Regions from separate parts of the Mus musculus genome. Here all the other regions are linked to region 2. Evidence: chromatin contacts called from public promoter capture Hi-C data. All regions are on one chromosome and are shown on one strand. Each heading gives the region's core, a stretch centred on a gene start, on an enhancer-like site or on the middle of the called end of the contact. The rest is flanking DNA. Distances are from core to core; before and after follow the strand shown.

What was found. Promoter capture Hi-C pulls out the DNA fragments that hold promoters and counts their contacts. Capture Hi-C pulls out chosen DNA fragments and counts their contacts.
Region 1: a promoter capture Hi-C map of neural stem cells shows a contact between it and region 2. The contact joins the promoter of Trex2 here to the promoter of F8a in region 2. A contact is called at or near these places in 6 of 39 promoter capture datasets (3T3-L1-derived adipocytes, embryonic stem cells, hippocampal neurons and 2 more), 9 of 115 datasets of contacts at active chromatin or transcription factors (the SCID.adh cell line, astrocytes, bone marrow-derived dendritic cells and 4 more) and 2 of 9 other capture datasets (adipose tissue and liver).
Region 3: a promoter capture Hi-C map of pancreatic islet shows a contact between it and region 2. The contact joins the promoter of Zfp92 here to the promoter of F8a in region 2. A contact is called at or near these places in 8 of 39 promoter capture datasets (the C10 cell line, the HPC-7 cell line, cranial neural crest and 5 more), 3 of 115 datasets of contacts at active chromatin or transcription factors (embryonic stem cells and forebrain) and 3 of 9 other capture datasets (adipose tissue, liver and pancreatic islet).

Annotation. Positions count from the first base shown.
Region 1 is chrX:73,433,507-73,436,736 of GRCm38.p6, reverse strand. Trex2 (three prime repair exonuclease 2) reads left to right here and starts at 1,394. Exons shown (of 2, transcript NM_011907.4): 1 at 1,394-1,440; 2 at 2,064-3,032. The coding sequence starts at 2,098. The coding sequence ends at 2,808.
Region 2 is chrX:73,226,631-73,230,082 of GRCm38.p6, reverse strand. F8a (factor 8-associated gene A) reads right to left here and starts at 1,777. Exons shown (of 1, transcript NM_007978.3): 1 at 1-1,777. The coding sequence starts at 1,767. The coding sequence ends at 622.
Region 3 is chrX:73,409,017-73,412,418 of GRCm38.p6, reverse strand. Zfp92 (zinc finger protein 92) reads right to left here and starts at 1,323. Exons shown (of 6, transcript NM_009566.5): 1 at 1,229-1,323; 2 at 689-731.

The DNA of each region.
Region 1 (3,230 bases), core at 145-2,644, 210 kb before region 2:
TGGACAGCTGGGTGCTAGACCCTTCTTGCTTAGACACTGTTGGGAAAGGTTGCTGGGCAAGCAGGTCCTTGTTTCCTACTGTCCAGCTGATCCAACTGCTCTATGGAAAGGCCCAGGAGTGGCTGCAGTGGGCAGGTACAGCATCAACCATATCCTTAGAAGGCTAGACCTGCAGTGTTGGATCTCTGGAATGAGATCTTCAAGAGAGGCCATGGATAACCTTCTAGCCTCTGGTCACACTCACATCTCACATCTCCCCATGAAGGGCAGCCAGGTCACATCTGGTGTCTCTCAGATGAAACAGAAAAGACCTTAGAGCAGTGGTTTTTAACCTGTGGATCAGTCGCTACCCTTTAGGGAGTTACATCATGCATGTTCGATATTTACATTACAATTAATAACAGCAAGATTATACTTACAATGTAGCAACAAAAATAATTTTATGCTTGGGTGTCACTACAACATGAAAAACTGTATTAAAGGGTTACAGCTCTGGGAAGGTTAAGACCTACTGTCTTAGAGTCCTAGAGGTCTCCCAGACACCTCTTTTTATTTCTGAAATTGAAAGAATTGAATCAGCTATATCCACAGGGCTGTGTGGGTCAGGCCTCATTGCTTCATGGCCTCCCTTTGCCTGCCTTTCCTCCCTGCCTTCTCCACAAGTCTACTAAATAAATTCTTGGAACACATTGGGTGTCAGGAGTGTCAAACATTTGGATGTCATACCCCTAGAGCAGAGGTCACCATCCCTACTTGTGGCTGGAAGATGGGGCCAGAGGGTGGTAATCTGCAGCCAGGCAATGTTCATATTGGAGATGTTCCCAAGGACACTCCCTGATCACTGAAGCAAGACCAAGGCCTTGTCCTCAGCATGTCTTCCCATTCAAAGGCTAAACAAAGCACAAGTAGGTGCTTCTGTCACTCCTGAGGTCATGGCAACCCCACGAAGGGCAGCCAGGTCCCCACTGATGGAAGAAACCAGGACCTGGAGAAGAGGACCTGTTGCCTCTGAGTAATATGTCCTGGCATAGGGCTAAGCATTACACCTGGTTTGTCCAGGTCTGCCAACCACAAGCCAGATCTGATGAGACTTGGCTGTAGGGTTTAGCAGAAGCCACAGTCTTCCATCACACTCTGACTTCCTCCTGCCTGTGAGGACACATTCCTTCGGCTCGTGACGGTGCTCATCACTCACCGGAAGCCTGTGTGCAGTCAGAGCCTACTTCTCAGTCTGTAAACATAGGGCGTGTGTCCTGGTGGCTGCAAGCTCATGAGGGGGTGGCAAGCAAGCCGGCCGCACAGGTCCTGCAGCCTCCAGTCTCCTGGTTGCCCAACTGGCGGCTGGGGGCGGGCTGTGTCCTCTGATTAAAGGCTGCCTGGAGCAGCCTGTGCAGAGACAGGTGCCCAGCAGTCCAGGAAGCCAGCTGAAGCCCGCCCCAGGTAAGCCAGTGTGATGGGGATAGGTGGATAAAGCCACGAGCCTAGAGGCAGGTAGAAGCCAGCTTGAGACAGCACTTGTTTTGCAGAGAAAAGGTTGGGAAGCCCAGGGTCCCCATGCCAGATTCCTCCGGTGCCTGACACCCAAAGGTAGAAAGCAGGGCATAATGCCTGAGGCTCCTAGCCAAGGTATTTCCACTTAGGGGTTGGGCCAAGGCACCAATTGTGGACTGTATCTGTTCCCCTCCTTGATGGGCTAGATCTGGGCCTGGCAGCAAAAGGAAGAGGACCCTGGGTTAAAGTCTAAGCACTTTCTTTTGTGCCTGTTTGATAAGGTGATAGAACAACGAAGGTTGGGTTGGAGATCCAGGAAAGGGAGGAGGGAGGACGGACAGAAGTAACAAGATTCTGGTTACTTGATCCTGGCCCCATGAGTCCTCTTTAAAGTGTCTCTAGATATGAATATGTATCAGAAACTACTCCTAGCACCAAAGGCCTCATGAGATGGGATGGAGCATCAGGAAGTGAGGTTCTGTGTAGTATAGCTTTGACCTGAGATGGCTATAGGTAGCAGGGCCTTGCTCTCATGTCTTTAGCCCTCTGGCTTATGCCACTTGTTCTGGCAGCTCTAGGCCTCATTGTTCCTGTGAGAACATCAGCATGTCTGAGCCACCCCGGGCTGAGACCTTTGTATTCCTGGACCTAGAAGCCACTGGGCTCCCAAACATGGATCCTGAGATTGCAGAGATATCCCTTTTTGCTGTTCACCGCTCTTCCCTGGAGAACCCAGAACGGGATGATTCTGGTTCCTTGGTGCTGCCCCGTGTTCTGGACAAGCTCACACTGTGCATGTGCCCGGAGCGCCCCTTTACTGCCAAGGCCAGTGAGATTACTGGTTTGAGCAGCGAAAGCCTGATGCACTGCGGGAAGGCTGGTTTCAATGGCGCTGTGGTAAGGACACTGCAGGGCTTCCTAAGCCGCCAGGAGGGCCCCATCTGCCTTGTGGCCCACAATGGCTTCGATTATGACTTCCCACTGCTGTGCACGGAGCTACAACGTCTGGGTGCCCATCTGCCCCAAGACACTGTCTGCCTGGACACACTGCCTGCATTGCGGGGCCTGGACCGTGCTCACAGCCACGGCACCAGGGCTCAAGGCCGCAAAAGCTACAGCCTGGCCAGTCTCTTCCACCGCTACTTCCAGGCTGAACCCAGTGCTGCCCATTCAGCAGAAGGTGATGTGCACACCCTGCTTCTGATCTTCCTGCATCGTGCTCCTGAGCTGCTCGCCTGGGCAGATGAGCAGGCCCGCAGCTGGGCTCATATTGAGCCCATGTACGTGCCACCTGATGGTCCAAGCCTCGAAGCCTGAATGCCAGTGCCATCCATTCATCCAGGCTCTGAGCTACATCTTTGCTCTCTGTAGCACCTTTGTGGCCTTCCTCAGCCCTGACCTACCTGGCCATAGGATCCTACAGCCTTCTCTGTACTCCACTATCAGTTGGGCACCTTCTGGCCAGCCTGTGAGTTGCTCTTTCAGGGCTTCCATCTTTCATCCCATTTCTCAATAAATATCACCAACTATTTACCAGCTGATTTACTGGCCAGACTTCTCTCCGCCCATACCCAAAATTATCCAACCAAGGCACAGAAGGGCCCATGCTGGCCTGATCCTGTGGTGAGCTCTGTGAGTATGTAGAGGGGAAGATTCTCAAAAGGGGCTTGTGATAGGTAGGAGTGCTAGACCTTTAGCCCTGGCTATCTCTCTGGTATGTTTCATGGTCCCCCTGAGTG
Region 2 (3,452 bases), core at 528-3,027:
AGAACATGTCAGTTCTGCTTATTAACATAGTCCTCATGTTCAGATACACAGAGTATTTGTATGTAACAACAGTTACATTTTATGTCATCTGGTGCTTTTCCCACTCCCCAGACTGCTGTGCTAGTTTATATAGAAACGAAGCAATAATGTATTAAAAGAGAGATTATGCCCAAATTGTCAAATCCTCACAATTTTCAAGACACAAATATTTCTAATCTTTTCTAAATACTTCTTGGTGATGCCACACCCCACCAGGAACAAAAGAAAAGGAAATCAATACGCCAAAGGAACATCTGTCCTCCTGAGTTTATTGGCACTATACCTAGAACAGCCAGGAAAATGAATCAACATTATCTAGCAACTGACAGATGCATAAAGAAAGATTACTCCGTAGAATCTCCTCCAGCCTTAAGGATGAAGTTTTCTCATTCGAGGCAATAATGGATGGAATTGGAGGGCACTAATTTAAGTAACTTGCTAGGCACACAAAGCCAAATTAACATGGCAGCAATAGAAATGAAAAGAAAAACAAGACAAAAACAGACAAAAAAAACAGAAGCTAGATCACATGTTTCATCACCTGTCCCCAAAGATAAAACAAGTTGGTAAGAAGGTGACTTATCAGACACCCTGTCCAGAGGGAGAGATGGTTTCCTGCAGAACGAGGTGGAGGAGGTGGTTCTGCTCAGCGGTTAGCAGTGGCCACATCTCCACCTGCAGCTTCTTGATGCCTTCAGTGTCCTTTTCTTGGGCAGCCATGACCAGAGACTGCAATAACAGAAACAGCTCCTCAGGAAGCTGGCCGCTGGTATCCTGGCCATGGCCATCGAAAGCCTCCCAGGAGTACTTCTCCAGGGTCTGGGCATGCTCGGGCAGCAGCTTGGCAGGTGGTGGTTGCAGGAGCAGCAGCAGCAGTACACGGGACACCTCACACCTGACTAGGACGTCAGCAAAGGCACCGAGTGTGCCAGGTGAAGGCGCAACAGAGCCTGGGGCGTGGTCCGGGGGCTGCGGGAGGGGCAAGGTCGAGCCCAAGACAGGTCTCGGCTGGGGTCCCGACAGGGGTGGCTGGGGCCCAGAAGGCGGCTGCGGCAGCAGCTCGAGTTGCTGTACCGGGTGGCCCCCATGCTCCCGTGCCAGGCGTTGCATGCGTGTAAATAGCGCCAGGGCGCCTGTGTAGTCGCGCGCCAACAGCTGGCAGGAGGCAGCATCACCAAGCGCTTGCAGTGCGGCCAGTGGCATCAGGGGCAGGTGCAGCTGGGCAGCCCGCTGAAAGTGACCGGCAGCAGCGGCCGGCTGGCCCACTGCGCGAAGGGCAGCAGCTAGTTCCAGGCACAGTGCAGCAGCGGCGGCAGGCTGGCCGAGCTCGAGGTGCAAGCGCACAGCGGCGCCGAGGGCGCTGGCGGCCGCCTGCAGAGGCTCCCCGTAGGCGGCGGGACAGCCCAAGCGTTGGCGCGCGTCGCACTCCTGCCGCAGGAAAAGTCGGGCCGCCTCTGTGAGGGCCAGCGCTTCCCCGGGCCCATGGAAGAGCGCCTGCTGGCAGCGCGCCACAGCCAGCTGGCACCAGGCAGCATAAGGCAGGCACTCCTGGGCGCGCAGCTCCCGGGCTAGCTGGGCGAACTGCTCCCCGGCCTCGGCCACGTTCGGCTTCCTCAAGAAGCGCTTCTTGAGCTTGTTGGACACCTGCCGATAGCGTGCCAAGAAGTCCCCAGCCTCTGAGCCTGGCCAGGCACCGCCGCCCAAGGAGGACGCAGAGCCCGCAGCCATGTTGACCGGCTAGCCGCGCCGCCTTACTTCCGGTTGAGGGAGGGCTGAGGGGGAACAGCTATGACTAACGCTACGCTGCGCCTAGCCCACAATGGGATCACAATTCATCACCTCCGCTTCCGCCTCAGGCGCCCCAGCGCTCTGCTGTAGCCACAGTGATGTGCAAAGTGCTGTTGAAGGAGGGATATGGAGGACTATAAAAGCCAATCAAGGAAGAAGGGCTGGGTGCCTACCCAAACAGTCCCCGTATGGAATTAAATTCTGCGGGGGTGGGGCTTGAGTGACGCAAATGGAGGGGGCGGGTCCAGTGCCAGTCAAATATGCAAAGGATTTCTCTGCTGCCAGGATTAGCATCGTACCCCTCACTTCCTCAACAAACATGAGACCTGACTGAGCAAGCTAGTACAGGTCCTGCCATGGTGGGAGCCTTTGCTAGTTTACAGCTTATTTACAATCATATACACATTGATATACATATCACCTGCAATCATATACACATTGATTTTGAAAGAGTTTTCATGAAGGATTTTTAGCAGGACATGCACTACCAAAGGCACTTTAAATTAGCTATTGTACATGCATGTGTTTCAATTTATACCAAGTATTTAAAAACAAAGAAGGGATTCCTTTTACTTTATTTTGAACTATCTCAATTAGTCCAAATGATTACCTACCAGAACTTGAACAAAAGGGGGGAGTGTACATTATTAAATTTATATATAAAGGATTATATACTTGCACCTAGTAGAGAATTACGTGCCTGAAAATAATTTGTCAAGATGTACAACAGAAGCTAATTTTCATTTCGCAAATTCTCTTGTCTTCTCCTTAGTTTTTCATGGTGTGATACACTTGGATCCTATCCTCCAAATTCTAAAAAAGCAATCCATTGATCCAAAAGTCAAATGAACTCAGCAAATAAAGGATGTGTTAATTTTCTACTCTTATCGTGAACCAAAAAATAGAATTGTGCATAGCAGACCTATCATTTAAAAGCATCAATGGAGGCCTGAGAGAAAGCTTACTGCTTAAGAGCATTTGTTGCTCTTGCAGAGGACCTGAGTTCATTTCCCAGTAAAACACACAGACACATAAAGAAATAATTTTTAAAAACCATCAATGTCTTGATCAATCTCTCTCTGTCTCTCTCTCCCTCCATCCCTCCTGCCCTCCTGCCCTCCCTCCCTCTGAAAAAAGCCAGTATACCAATTTCTCTCTTAAATGACAACCTATCCCATAGAACAGTGATATATCACATATGTACTTTAGGTTTCAAATGAGTGCATTTATGTATATTGCAAGCAAATGTAAAACAATAAACAACATAATACAGCACATAAATAGAAGAGGCAGGCAGCAAAGTATTATCAAACCAGGCACTTACAACCTTTAGCCAAAAAGACTTAAGATAGCTTAATTAGTTAAGAGAACAAAGGGAACATCATTAAATTGGGCACTTAAAACATCCAGTGTAATGACTGGAAAGACCTACTGAGATGGGCTGGAGTTCCAGTCCTGGGCAGAACAACTTCTTCACAGACCACTTTCCAGTTTCTCATTTCCATCAAGCAGTTTTATAGCATGGGGTCAACTATTGTAATAATAATAACCTTTGTCGGAAATGATCCCTCTTCTAGCTGTCTTAAAGATGTGCTCTTTTAAACAGCCTTTGCTGTTTGTTGTTC
Region 3 (3,402 bases), core at 74-2,573, 180 kb before region 2:
GCTATTCCTTCTGCCTAGAATATTCCTTCAAAACAGAAACATGTGCCTTATTCCTTTATCACCTTTAAGTTTGGATAGAAATTTTCTAGTCCCAGCACCTAAATTTGCAACTGGGCCTCCTTTTTTCAGCTCTTACTATCTTTCATTCAACCCATGTAGTTACTATTTTGAAATGTTTATGACTTATGGTCTGTGCTCAGTCACTAACTCCAACCATAGAGGGGATGATTTTTGCCATCTCCTTTGACAGGTCTCAGACAAGTCTGTAGTAACAACCTGGTTCATAATGGTTCTTGACAGACCCTTGTTAGATGGAACTAGTCATAACTAGTACTGCAGGAAAGCACTAGGCACAATTCCCCGTTCAGCTCAGCTCTACTCATTTCCTCACCCGCTTTCCCACCTTTCCTTCTGCCTTACCCCCTAAGTATTGGCTTGGCTGAGGTTTTTGCTCTTCCCTGGAGTGGGGGAAGCACAGTGGACACTGGTCAACACACACAGTGGAAAGGCACAACTCTTCATTCCCGAGAGCCACAGGTTCATGATTCTGATGGCCTGTCCCAGTCTGGGGGCTCTCACGGCTTGTGCCTGTGGGCTGTTTGCCAGGTGCCCTGGGTAACAGTGCCATGATCTCATAATTGGAGCTTGCCCAGACTTCCCCCACCCAGAGATATAAAACCAAAATTACCTGGGCAGATCAGCTGTGCAATGCTCTTGTGCCAGCCCCTGGTCTGAAAATCAGGAGAGAAATACAAAAGCTTCAGTTCCTTTGCTCCGCAGCCTCCCTAGCTCCCAGCTCAGCCCAGCTCCTCTTCCCAGGCACTAGAAAACGGGATCCCTGAAAGCTCCTGCTCAGCTCATTCAACACTGTCCCGGGGCTTCCCCAGATGTCGCCACTACAGCTTCTCCTTCCATCCTCTGGCCACCTGTGTCCTGTTCAGCTCAGCTCTACTCATTCCCTCACCTGCTTTCCCACCTTTCCTTCTGCCTTACCTCCTAAGTATTGGCTTGGCTGAGGTTTTTGCTCACACCTTCTGAGATAGGCCAATGATCCTTTAGTACTTCCCTTCTCCCGCCTGCTTGCCTACCTGTACGCTATACAGCTTTGGCTTCCTCTCTCCACCCCTACATCAGGCAAAACCAGAAGCCAAGGATGCTGCCTCCAAGAAGCTCTCCAGGGAGGCGTCCTGGAGAGGTTCTGAGCTCTCAGACTGCTGTCGGACCTCACCTTTGTTCACGAGGTTCGTCCTGCGTAGAGACCTTTGGCCAGGTCCTCTGCTGCTGCTAAGGAGCAGGGTGAGTGAGCAGGCGTGGCTGGGGCGGGGGCGACAGCGGCAGCCTGGGAACGGGGCGCAAAAGGGGAACACAGAGCATGCGCAGCGCTGCAGGAGGGCGGCTCAGCGCACTCTCGCCCCACTTAGGCGTCTGGTCTCACTCCCCATGAACCCGGGACACTTCCATTTTCTGTCTGGGCTGCTCTGAAGCAGTCTGATTGCAGTGGTCATTGTATGGCAGTACTGAAGCAACAAGAGAGGCCCCTGTTGATCCCATATCATTGATGAAGCGCCTCCCATGGATCAGATCACTGGGAATTCCACCCACCCATTCATTTATTTCCCTAGCATCAAGTGGCCAGGCCATGGTCTCCTAGTAAAGGACAGTTCCTGTGAGCAGGAAGGGCAAGGATCAGAAAAGAAGCATAGGGCATGAAGGGGGACCTAGGAGATGACAACGTAGAGAAGGAGAGAGAAGAGAAAGTGAAAGAACTGGTGGTGACCTACTGAACACAAGCCAGTCTTTTTCCTCAAGTTACCCCATGTGGTCAGCAAGCCAGCCCCCCAGGGTAGACATCAGGGTTACCATTTTCCCACATAGATCACCATCCATATGGTAGAACCAATATGGAAACCCAAGGGCTGGAGTTCTACACTTCTTTCTGGAAAGTTCCGAGATCTCCCAAGAAAAGTCAGTGTGAATAAGAGTAGAACATAAAGAAAAAAGAAACTAAACCATATTATTGGTGCTACCAAAGCCTCCCAACCCTGGCTTCTAGGAACTGAGCTGTGTCTTTCCTTATAAAGCTGACCAGGGTCTTCTGTCTTAAGGTGGCCTTGAGACCAGGTGGGGCCAAGGGCAAGGAGCCCTCTGCAAGTCTGTGATCCTAGGATAAGCCTGTCATATTTCCCAGGCTTGGGGGAAAAGCTAGGACCCCCCGGTCAAGATGCTTCTGTCAGTGAAGAGTGGAGACTGAAGAGGAACAATGGCAAGCACAGCTTTGGAGCCCCTTTCCTGGAACAGGCTGGGGGGCCCTCAGGGCCCTCAGCTGTGGGTTTCAATGAAAAGATGCCTGCTCACTGGGGCTGTTGGACAGGCATACCCAGGTCTGTGTCCCAGAGTAATGTACACCCCCCTGACTCCCAGTGTCTGTGAATGTGGCCACACACAAGAGACAGATCTCTGAGGATGTTGTCCCATTAAAGATGGAGAGATGAGATCACCCTGATCATCCAGGTGGCCCCAAGTCCAGTGACAGAGGTTCAGAGGCACACAGAAGGAAAAGGCCTGGTGGTAGGGGTATGTGGCCACAGCCAAGGGAAGCTGGAACTGCTAGAAGAGGTGGGAAGGGTCCTCCCTCAGCCCCTCTGAAGGGGTGCGCACTGACTTTAGGCTCTAGCACTCTAGAGCTGTGGGAGTCTGGTTCCTTCCAGGCTCTGCTCATTTGCTGTGCCCCCCCCCCAAGATACTCATCCCTGAGGCGATCAGGGGAACTTAAAGTGTTTTAAGGACAATTTGATATGGAGGCCGGTGCTCTTTGTGCCCACACTATTAGGGTCATTAAACTGGTATGGAGACCACCTTGGCCATGCCTCTCCCTTTGGCTTTGGCCATTCTGAGGAGCCTGGGCAGCCGCCATTCTGGTTTATTCTATTACATGTGTGTCATGAAGTCCAGCCTCCATTCCAGAGAGCAGAATTAAGCTACAGGTCTTGTGTGAGTTGGTTCTCTTCTACTAAGTATATTCCAGGCACCAAACTCAGGTCATCAGGCTTGTCAGAAAGCATCTTAACTTGCTGACACATCTTTCTAGCCTCTAAAACAATACTTTTAAACATATGTGAATCTTCTGTATTAGGTGCTGTCTTAGTCAGGGTTTCTATTCCTGCACAAACATCATGACCAAGAAGCAGTTGGGGAGGAAAGGGTTTATTCAGCTTACACTTCCATACTGCTGTTTATTACCAAAGGAAGTCAGGACTGGAACTCAAGCAGGTCAGGAAGCAGGAGCGATGCAGAGGCCATGGAGGGATGTTCCTTACTGGCTTGCTTGCTTCCCCTGGCTTGCTCAGCCTGCTCTCTTATAGAACCCAAGACTACCAGCCAAGAGTTGGCACCACCCACAAG